Linked DNA regions of Mus musculus: all the other regions are linked to region 1. The links are chromatin contacts, called in public HiChIP or PLAC-seq and promoter capture Hi-C maps. All regions are on one chromosome and are shown on one strand. The core of a region is the stretch at or near the end of the contact, and the rest is flanking DNA. Distances in the headings are between cores, read along the strand shown. Region 1 holds the start of Tpd52l1 (tumor protein D52-like 1). Region 2 overlaps Trdn (triadin). Region 3 overlaps Nkain2 (Na+/K+ transporting ATPase interacting 2).

Region 1 (3,455 bases), core at 365-2,864:
ACTCCTTTCCTATTAAGCTGCAGCTTCCAGGCGGGACCTTGGCTGATACGACCAAAGAGGAGTACGGTTCATGCTGTTCAGACTATTGTGATCCTGGCAGCAAACCAACTGAGTGGCTCTAGTCCTATACACTGCCCAAACTGCCCTCATTCGAGCTGCTTTTGCCCTTAGAATGCATGAGGTCGTGAATCTCTTTACTTCATTTGAAGAAAAAAAAAAGCATTATGTATTTAAAAGGGCACCACAAAATTCCTCAGTGCGAGGAAAGGTGGTCATGATGGCATTAATGCAAACCATTCCTTCTGAGTGCTGCTTCCAAAGTGAATTTCCGAGAGCTTTCGTCCTCCCTGTCCCTCACTCCACATAAGACCATCTCTGGGCTGATGAGATGGCTCGGCAGGTAAAGGGCCTGCTCTAAACTGACTGCTCTTCCGAAGGTCCTGAGTTCAAATCCCAGCAACCACATGGTGGCTCACAACCATCCATAATGAGATCTGACACCTTCTTCTGGTGTGTCTGAAGTCAGCTACAGTGAACTTAGGTATAATAATAATAATAATAATAATAATAATAATAATAATAATAATAATAAAGGCAATCTCTGATCCTTTCTAAGATCCCTTTACTCTTATTTTGAATGATCCTAGAGTTCTCTGGATTCCTCCAGCGAACACCCTGAGCACGGAGAGCAGGTGACCAACCCTCAATTAAGGCAGGCACTGGGTGCGGCTGGGGTGGGGGGTGAGGTGGGGTGGGGTGGGAAAGCGACTCTTCTAAGAACACGAAAAACTGGGATAGGGTTATCAATCTGGATGTCGGGGGCGGGGTTGGGGGTTGGGGGGAAATGTGAAGCTCTCTTGCCTTTGAAGGCCAATCCTCCCACGCTGCAGCCCTCGAATAGCAGGGACACTGAGTCTCCACAAAACCACCACCTCTCGGGTCCGCGTCACCCCCGCCCGCATTTGTGAACTGCAAGAGGTGAGCCCCAAGGCCGGAGTCCAGAAGATCCGGCTCTCCCCACGCCTCCCCGGGAAGAACAGCGCAGACATCCGGAGCCTGAACAACAGGTCCTTTGAACACCTTCCAGGACGAGGAAGTATGGCCCACTGACTGCTGGAAGGGATAGTGCAGACAAGGACACAATCCCTGCAGACCCGCTACTCTGTTTTCAGTCCTCAGCCCTTCCCTGGTCCCCAGCCCCACCGCAAAATCTGAGTCAAGCAAAGGATCCCGAAGGCGCGCGTAGGCGCAGAGTTCCGTCTGCGTAGGATGTCCCTGTCTGTCCCGGAGTAAAGTTAGGTACTGAAGGAAAATAGTCTCTCTGTACATCTGAGGACCAGACCTCGGGGGCGACCGGCGACCACCCACCTTGTGCCTGCGCCTCCATGGTGGCCGGTTTGGAGCTGAGCACCGCGGAGAACACGCGGACTCCTCGCAGAGCAGCAGATGGTAGCGATTCCCGAGCTCGGAAGACAGCTAGCCCCGCCGCCCGTGCCCTCTCCCGGCGCGCGTGTCGCGAGCATTCGTGGAGGGGGCGGGGTACTGGCGGCGGCCACCACTGGCCGCTGCTGGTTACCTCCGCCCCTTCCAATCCACCTAGGCTACACAGCGCAACCGAGAACGCCAGGTCGGGCGCCACCTGCCGGCCGCTCTGCGCACCCAGTGGGAGGCTTCCCCTCCAGCACACAAACGCGCAGACAACCAACACCATAGCCCAGAAGCCCACAAGACACAAATGCCTTGGCAGGAAGGAGGTAGGGAGCGCAGGGGTACAATGCTGAGCCATTGGTCCTGGTGGAGACAGTCAGGTTAGGTTCCTGGGCGCCCCAGTACCATATTCTTTTTGTCAACTGACCATTATATAACTTTGTTATATGCCCATTTATAGAACCCTTACTTAATGTAATTGGCTCATTTAACATTGAGCATACAGTGCTCGGACAAAAACACAGTTTATTAAGGTTATGTAATGTGTATACTTCTTCTATAAAGTTCATCACACTATATTGCACTTAGGGTGTTGGGCATGAATCTAGTTTGAAACGAAACTGGGCAGTGCTGGCGTGGGGGGTAGGGGCTGCAATATTTTGAGATTTTTGTTTACTCCAACAGGCAGAAGAAAAACTGAGTTTGGTGTTACAAGCAAATCCGAGTGAAAAGTGACAAAGGAACATGGAGCCTAAGACACATTAATAGGACATGTGTCTTGTTATCCCGAGCCTGTAGGCTGTGTCACTAGATTGGTGTAGGAGTCCTTTTCAGAGAAGACTAAAACTTCAGTCCTGTGTCAAGGCTTGTCTGCTGGTGTAACTGGAAAGCTAACAGTATGAATGGGCGCTCACACGTCACCCCCACCAGTCTCTACGTACTTCCTTTTCCTCAGCGTCTCACAAACTTCATGAAACAGTCTAGCATTTTCTTATGCTTGGTGTTACATAATTTGCAATTTTGCGTGAAAGGGTGTCATTCTCTTTCTCTATAAAATAGATGGGGGAGTCTGGTGAGATTGAAGGTGTTTATTATATTAAATCTCCTGTAATTTCTGCCAAAGAGCCTCAAGTAGATTTACACTCAGGAAAGATAGTGATTAATCAATCAAAAAGTCGTATTTTTACCACACCCAAGTTACTCTCAAAGTTACAGGATAAAATACAAAAATGGGTGTCCTTTCCCTTGAAAGAAAGAATACTGGTGGTTTTGTGGCATGCACACGAGCATGCCAGTGGTTTGGGTTGGGTGGTTTGTCTGTTTGTTTTTCTCAGTTTTGTGTTGAAGATCTCATAGGTATGTAATCAATTTCATGACATTTACCCTATAATGACTTTTAGTGAAAGTTACCAGGCAGGTACAAAGTGGCTACTGGATGATGAAATCACTTTTAGAGTCTATTCAGGTTTTCTGGTCGTCTTAATCCTAGAAATTAAACACCAAGTCACAACAGTTGACTCCCAGCTGTTAAAAGCTAAAAATAGCTCCTGACTTTTCATCTTAGGCCACCTACTTTCATCTGGCTCATTTCTGATTGCTAAAACTTTAAGCTACTGCCCCTTTAACATTTTGACCATTTTTTTTTAAATAATCATAAGACTTGGACATTCATTCCTTGCAACAGGGATTTGGCTAGATTCCAAGGCTATAAGTGAAGGGCACAATTCTCCCTTTCAAGGGGTTCATGACCTATTGAAAAGGAAGGATAAACAGATCCTTCATGAAGCAGTGAAGGCACTGAGAGCTGTGCGAGGCAAAGGCAGAACCTGCGTTCACCACCAAAGACCCCTCAAGTCAGACCCTGGTGAGGAAATGTGTTTCATGTCCTCTAAATCTTGAAGGATGACAAAGTAGCTAGGTAAATAGCCGTTACTTTTTACTGTCACTGTAGTCAGATACCAGACATGAAGCAACTTAGGGGAGAAGAGCCCAATTTTGTCTCAAGGTATGAGGGGTCACAGTAGGTG
Region 2 (3,455 bases), core at 695-3,194, 1.9 Mb after region 1:
TCAGTTTGTACCACATTCTTTCATCAAAATTGTATTGAATTAATATTATGAACAGAAGGAAGATTGGAATATGATTGTATACATAACTGAGCCAAAAAGTTCTGCCAGGACACTCCTACAGCAAATAAATTCAGCAAGGTTCTGGATACAAAACAAACTAATAAATATCAGTAGCCCTCCTATATACAAATGACAAACATTCTCAAACGAAAATCGGGGGGTGGGGGGAAGCCAGGTGTCTTAGGAGGCAGAGGCAGGCAGATTTCTGAGTTCAAGGTCAGGCTGGTCTACAGAATGAGTTCCAGGACAGCCAGGGCTATACAGAGAAACCCTGTCTCGAAAAAAACCAAAACAAAGCAAAACAAAAACAAACAAAAAAAAAACCAAAAAAACAAAAAAACCCAAAACAAACAAAAAAAGAAAATCAGGGAAATAACACCTTTCACAATAGCCTTGAATAATATAAAGTTTCTTGGGAGTATCTCTAAACAAACAAGTAAAAGACTTGTATGATGAAAACACTTCAAGTCTCTGTGAAATAAATGAAAGAAGATATCTGCAGATAGAAGGATCTCAAGTCCTCAAATTGTCATCATACCAGAAGCAATCTACAGTTTCATTGAAATTCTTATTAAAATTCTAACAAAATTTTCACAAATCATGGAAATTTTTAGGTTCACATGAAAACACAAAAACCCCATATACCTAAAACAATACTGAATAATAAAAGAACTATGGGAGGCATTACCATCTCTAATTTCAAATTACACTAAAAAGCATGCTTTAAAAAAGGTGTAATAGCAGGAAATCAGACACACTGATAAGTGGAACTGAATGCAAGACCCAGATGGAAATCCATATACCAATGGACACCTCATTTTTCATATGAAGGCCATATACATTCTGGAAGGAAGGAGTATATTCAATGAATAATGATGGCCAACCTGGATGGTTGCATATAAATGAACTCTAAATGGATAAAAGACATAAATCCATATACACTCAATCTAATAGATGAAAAAAATGGGAACAAGCTTTGAGCTCACTGGCACAGAAGAACAGAACTTTTTTTTTTAAATTTTTTTAGCAGAATAGGTTTGCATAGATACTAAGATAATCAATTATTAAATAGACCTCGTGAAACTTAGAAGAATCCACATGGCAAAGGATGTATCAATTGGACAAAGCAGCAGTCTAGAAAATGGAAAATGATTTTCACCAAATACACATCTGATAGTAGGTAACATCCAAAACATATAAAGCACACAAGAAGCTACATTTAAAGAAAGTAGCCCTATTATAAAATGAAGAACAACTCTAAACAAAATTCTCAATAGAGGAAACTTAAAATATCTAAGAAACACTTTTTAAAATGGTCTTGTGAAGATTCCATGCCCCAGTATAGGATAATGCCAGCCAGTGGGAGTGGGTGGGTGGGGAGCAGGGGAGGGGGGAGGGTATAGGGGAATTTCAGAGAGGAAACTAAGAAAGGGGATAGCATTTAAAATGTAAACCAAGAAACATTGCTGGAGACTTACCCCTTTTTTGGGTCTCCTATCTTCATGGAACGGGTCTCTAGTTTCAGGTGGGCAAGGAATCAGCGAATGACAACCAAATACTACATGAGAGAACGTGTTGAATTTGAGTGTAATTTTTCAAATCGAGCATCAAATTTTTTATACAGAAGAGTAACAAGAAACAAGGAGAGACTCATCAGCTGAGTTACAGTGACACAATACAAAAGGAATGTAAACATCAAAAGATGGCTGGGGCCAGGTCCTATTTACCACTAAGTAAATGCTAGTCTATTGTTAAGCCCACCACCAGGGGTTCTTAGTAAATGCCTGATTTATGCTGTTTCTTTGGGCCTAGGGAAGAAATCTGTCCCAGGGGGATTCCCTAACTCTTTTATGGTAAACCTACCCATTCACTAGGCCATTGTGTATTCCTTTGTTTGGGTGAGACTGGCTACTGTCCTAAGTACTCACTCTGCAGACTAGCCCTGAGATATTCTAGCTCAGTTCTTTGTAATGCCTAATTAGTTTCACTGTCTCTACTAGAAGTAAATTTGAATGTTACTGAATAGGCAACATTCTTACTGAATTCCTACTGAATTCCAAGCTCATGAGCTTCAAGGATTTTCTAGTACATTGAACACTGGTGGACCCTTACCTATGTCAGAATTCTTTCTTTGAAGGCATTTATAATAAAACAATACTGAAAGAGAGCATGTGGATCCATATACCAGAGTAACGTGGGGATAGGGTATGAGTATATGGGTTATGAGAATGCCAAGGTTCCAGGAGGTTGAGTTTCCTTGAAACTCTTTGCCTGGTGAGTGCTTCCAGGCCTCTCGACCTGTCAAACAGACTTCACTGGAGTGGATGTAGCAAAACATCTAATTAAAAAAAGAGTAAAACAATGGTCAACTTCTATTTTCTCAGGGAAAAGCAAATCAAAAGCACTTTGAATATTCATCTCACATAATGAGAATGGCTAAAATTAACAAAAAACAGTGACAGCTCATTCTGGATAGAATGTGGTATAAGAGGAACACTCATCCTTTGCTGGTGGGAGTGCAAAGTTGTACACCACACCCACTATGAAAATTAGTATGGTGATTCCTCAGAAAGATGGGAATTAATCTACCTCAAGATTCACCTATACGACTCTTGTGGTAGCTGCTTCATCCTACCATAGAGACACTTGTACAACCATGTTGATTGCTGCTCTATTCACAATAACCAGAATTTGCAAATAAGCTAGATGTCACTCAACAGAGGAATGAATAAAAAAATAATATATTTGCACAATTGAGTATTGCTAAAAAAATTACATCATGAAATCTGTAGGCAAATGGATGGAACCAGATGGAAAACTTCCAGAGTGAGGTATACCAGACTCGAAAAGATGAATGTCATATGCATTCACTTATGTGAAGATAATGGCTGCCAATTTAATAATATTCAATCTACAATCTGTAGAATAACAGGATAGATATAGAGAAAGAAAGTAAAGGGAACAGATAGGAAAATAAAACAGATAATTATGGATGAACGGAGACTAGACTAGGAGGATCAAATGGGGAGGATATGAGTTGTATGGAATACAGGGAGAGACAGCTAAAAGGTATCTATTGAGGGGTAGTGTGGAGGCTTAATTCATTAGAAGCTTTCTAAAATATATACACATGAAGCAAATATAAATGCGATCACCAAATAATGGAGGAGAATGATTCTCAACTGGACATTTCTTGTCACCAAATGAAACTTCCAGTACTGGGATTGGGTTACATCTAATTAAGTTGTTGGCCAAAGAGTCTCAACATGAATCCCCCAAACTCAGAATGTTGCCAAGTTTATAGATTGCTCTATACAAACTGAAAGTGCTCATTGTTTAAGATAATACCCAGACAACTCATTAAGCATAAAGATGTTGAGGTGATGCCTACATAA
Region 3 (3,455 bases), core at 366-2,865, 1.2 Mb after region 1:
TCCCAGTCATTATTAATTTCTCTCTACTTCTTTCTGTTTTGGTTTCTACTTAGGGTGCAATCAGCTACAAGAAAGTTAGTGTTTCTTAGAACAACAATAAAAAAACACATCAGAAATAGAGTCTCCCAGGCATTTTTCTCAACAGCAGTGATTAAAATCATGAGACTACAGAGGCAGTTGACTCTAACAAACCTTGAGAGCCACTAGAGAAGTCAATCACTACAGAATAATGGGTCAGTAATACCATTGTGAAATATGAATAAATAACACATTCCATGAGTTCTCAAATACAAATTTAAAACCTCAGTTGTGGGAAGGCTTTCCTACAGAAGCATACTCTAGAATACATTTAGAAAATACATTTATAACGGCTCTGCCTACAGAGAAGTATATGTAATTAAACTAGAAAATATGTTCCACTCCAATAATGTTACTATTAGAAATTCTGGACCAGCCATTAGAATATGAAAAGCAGCAGTTAGACTCATTTTTGTAGGAGGGCTATACATTTGGTCTCATCATCTCTGTTACTATGACAACCTGCCAGCCTTCATGACCCCACTGAATTGCCAACAATGTCTCAGAATAGTCTGTTAATAATTCAAAGGCCTTTCTTTCCTTTGGTCAGATGTTGTTCTCTTAGTGAGCACAGAGGTTACTTATCAGCAATCTGCTCATCAGTTCCTCCCTTTCCATGCTCCAGTTATGTTTTAACCTTTGTTAACCAATTCTTAGAATTTTCTGATTTGGATACTTCTTAAAAGAGCACATTTTTATAATGGTGAGATACAGTTGAAGTCCAAGAGCTCTAAGCAGTCACTTAAAGCAATCTACTAAACTACTTAAATATTCGTTTAGTTTTTTTTTTAAAGTCCCTAAATATGGTAACTGATAAGAGGTGAGCAAAATTATAGAAATACAGATAATAGGTATTTATATTTTAATAATCATTCAAGATAGTTTAAGGCTTCAGTGAAGCACATTTAACTCTACATAAAGGATACAGACTATTTTACAGAGTTGAGTTGCATGTTCTGCAATATATGTATTACATGAAAATCTTAATTTCTACTACTTAGCTAGCAAAGAAGCATATATATGTAATATCTCCTTAATAAGCCTTTCTCATGAATAAAGGTGAGAGTTCTATGGGATGCAGGAGTATGTATATCACTGCTAGACTGCACACAGTTGCTGCATAAAATGTTTAGTTTAGATACCTTTGATTCCTTTGAAGTGTTTTTGAACTTGTTTTTCATAAAAATAAAGCAACCTTGTCTCCATGAATGTAAAAAAAAAAAAATTCTTCTCAATTAATAGAACCAGATAACAAGGTTTTCCTGTATTCTTGTGTCTAATTGTTTCAGTAATTTTTGATACTTTTATTTTATCTTTTATTTTGATAATTTTATTTTATATTATATATATTTTTTGTGTGCATCATTTGCCTTTGCATTCTTTGTACCATTACTAACACAGAGATACCTGCTCGCTTTTCTTTGACTCAGCATTTTATAAGACAGGCAGGAAAGCCAACAATAAGTAAAGTACTTTGCATCACTGTGAGCCTGTGGGCCCGGGGCTGCTAACCAATGCTACTTCACTGATTTCTTTTCCTAAAGAGGAAAGTCACAGGTAAATTATCATATGTAAAAATCCTGCAAGAGCCAAAACCCACATCCTGAAATAAAGCAATGCGGTACTATTGATCTGTAAACTTCTGCATTTTAAATAATAACAGAACAGTACAAGACCAGTCAGATGTAAATTTCAGGGGAAAATCCTGCCTCTAAATGTTCTATTTTAAGTATCTGTCTTTTAAAGAGGAAAATTACCAGGTTAAAATGTATTCTTTTCTTTCTTTTCTTTTTTTTTATATTTTTTATTAGGTATTTTCCTCATTTACATTTCCAATGCTATCCCAAAAGTCCCCCATACCCTCCTGCTCCCCCCACCTTCCCACTCCCCCTTTTTGGCCCTGGCATTCCCCTGTACTGGGGCATATAAAGTTTACGTGTCCAATGGGCCTCTCTTTCCATTGATGGCCAACTAGGCCATCTTTTGATACATATGCAGCTAGAGTCAAGAGATCCGGGGTACTGGTTAGTTCATATTGTTGTTCCACCTATAGGGTTGCAGATCCCTTTAGCTCCTTGGGTACTTTCTCTAGCTCCTCCATTGGGAGCCCTGTGATCCATCCAATAGCTGACCATGAGCAACCACTTCTGTGTTTGCTAGGCCCTGGCATAGTCTCACAAGAGACAGCTACATTCTTTTAGGCCAAGAAGTTTGGATGGCCTGGGAATGGGAAGGGGCTGATCTTACTTATGTAACTGGGTTTTGTTTGTTTGTGTTTTTTTATATACACACCTGCATATGTGATGTAATGTCAGAATTTTTCTAGAGTTCGAGGGATATTTACTGTGACAATACTTTATCCTAAGACATACCTAAGTTTCTTCTTGCATATCTCAGATTATCAACACTTACTGGATGTATTAACTGTATCAAGAAGTAGTAATTATGTCAAACTCTTCATTTCAGCTATAGAGAGAAGAGGGGAGGAGTAAAAGGGTGCTAATGACTTGGACAAAGGAACTATACCAACAAAGGACCTTGGTATAAAACTAAAAGTTACTTCCCCCTATTTTAGATCTTCTACATAAAAAGCTATGAAACACTCTAGCCTAGAAGTAGGTTATAATTTAAGATTACTTGAACAATGCAATTAAAACTATGTATTCTGTAGAAATAACTGAGTTGAAATTTGAATTTCCTTCTTTTCTCCATTTATTTGACTGTTGTCTAAAGGGAATGTATATCCTTTAAAAAGTACATTATGATCTAAAACATGCCTTCCTTAAAATTGGTACTTTAGGTTCAAAATAGTAAATGAGACTAAATATACAGCATATCAATTTATACTTATATATGTATATCTCAGATAATTTATCAGGTATTAATTTTGCTTATTTTCCTCTACTTAATTTTATTTTAAACATGTATACTACAGTATGTGAAGACCTATATAGTACTGACTTACCAGTGTTTAGCAGATATGCTGACCTATAATTTACTGTCCAGATATGTTAATTTTTATAGCACCTTTTTTTGAAGCCATTCAATAATTGTAAAACCCAAGAGACCTTGGTGTATAAACTACATCCAGTAAGCTTTCTAACAGGAGACATAACAAGTTTGATGCAATGTACATGTTAATATTTGACCTTCCCAAGTGAGAAAAATACAGTGTAGAGATGAAAACAAAAATGACAAAGCTAAATTTCAAAAAATGAGAATCTATTTTCTCATGTATATATCTGAACATTTAAAATCTTGTTTATTTTGTCATGAAAATGTTAAGTTCAGGACACCTTGAGTTCATTGAGAAATAAACCATTCTTCCTTTTTCAAACAAGGTATTGCTGTTTCCCTGTTTTACACTGCATAATATG

Evidence for each region. Promoter capture Hi-C pulls out the DNA fragments that hold promoters and counts their contacts. HiChIP or PLAC-seq counts read pairs in DNA pulled down with a chosen protein or histone mark.
Region 2: a promoter capture Hi-C map of stem cell-derived epiblast-like cells shows a contact between it and region 1, with 3 times the contacts expected there. The contact joins the enhancer-like site here to the promoter of Tpd52l1 in region 1. A contact is called at or near these places in 6 of 39 promoter capture datasets (the 3T3-L1 cell line, embryonic stem cells, hippocampal neurons and 3 more) and 1 of 115 datasets of contacts at active chromatin or transcription factors (epiblast stem cells).
Region 3: a contact with region 1 is called in an H3K27ac HiChIP or PLAC-seq map of embryonic stem cells, with 5 times the contacts expected there. The contact joins the enhancer-like site here to the promoter of Tpd52l1 in region 1. A contact is called at or near these places in 7 of 39 promoter capture datasets (the 3T3-L1 cell line, embryonic stem cells, hippocampal neurons and 3 more) and 1 of 115 datasets of contacts at active chromatin or transcription factors (embryonic stem cells).

The regions. Positions count from the first base shown.
Region 1 is chr10:31,444,344-31,447,798 of GRCm38.p6, forward strand. Tpd52l1 (tumor protein D52-like 1) reads right to left here and starts at 1,615. Exons shown (of 8, transcript NM_001359364.1): 1 at 1,369-1,615. The coding sequence starts at 1,387.
Region 2 is chr10:33,373,852-33,377,306 of GRCm38.p6, forward strand. The region is part of intron 21 of Trdn (triadin); the gene reads left to right. Among named protein-coding and RNA genes, the nearest start is that of D830005E20Rik, 120 kb to the left of the region's middle. Within about 2 kb of position 1,945, at least 13 of the 459 cell types and tissues checked have an H3K27ac peak or open chromatin away from gene starts, as enhancers often do. A contact at or near this core is called in epiblast stem cells and stem cell-derived epiblast-like cells, where this site is marked.
Region 3 is chr10:32,638,791-32,642,245 of GRCm38.p6, forward strand. The region is part of intron 1 of Nkain2 (Na+/K+ transporting ATPase interacting 2); the gene reads right to left. Among named protein-coding and RNA genes, the nearest start is that of Nkain2, 250 kb to the right of the region's middle. Within about 2 kb of position 1,616, at least 5 of the 459 cell types and tissues checked have an H3K27ac peak or open chromatin away from gene starts, as enhancers often do. A contact at or near this core is called in embryonic stem cells, where this site is marked.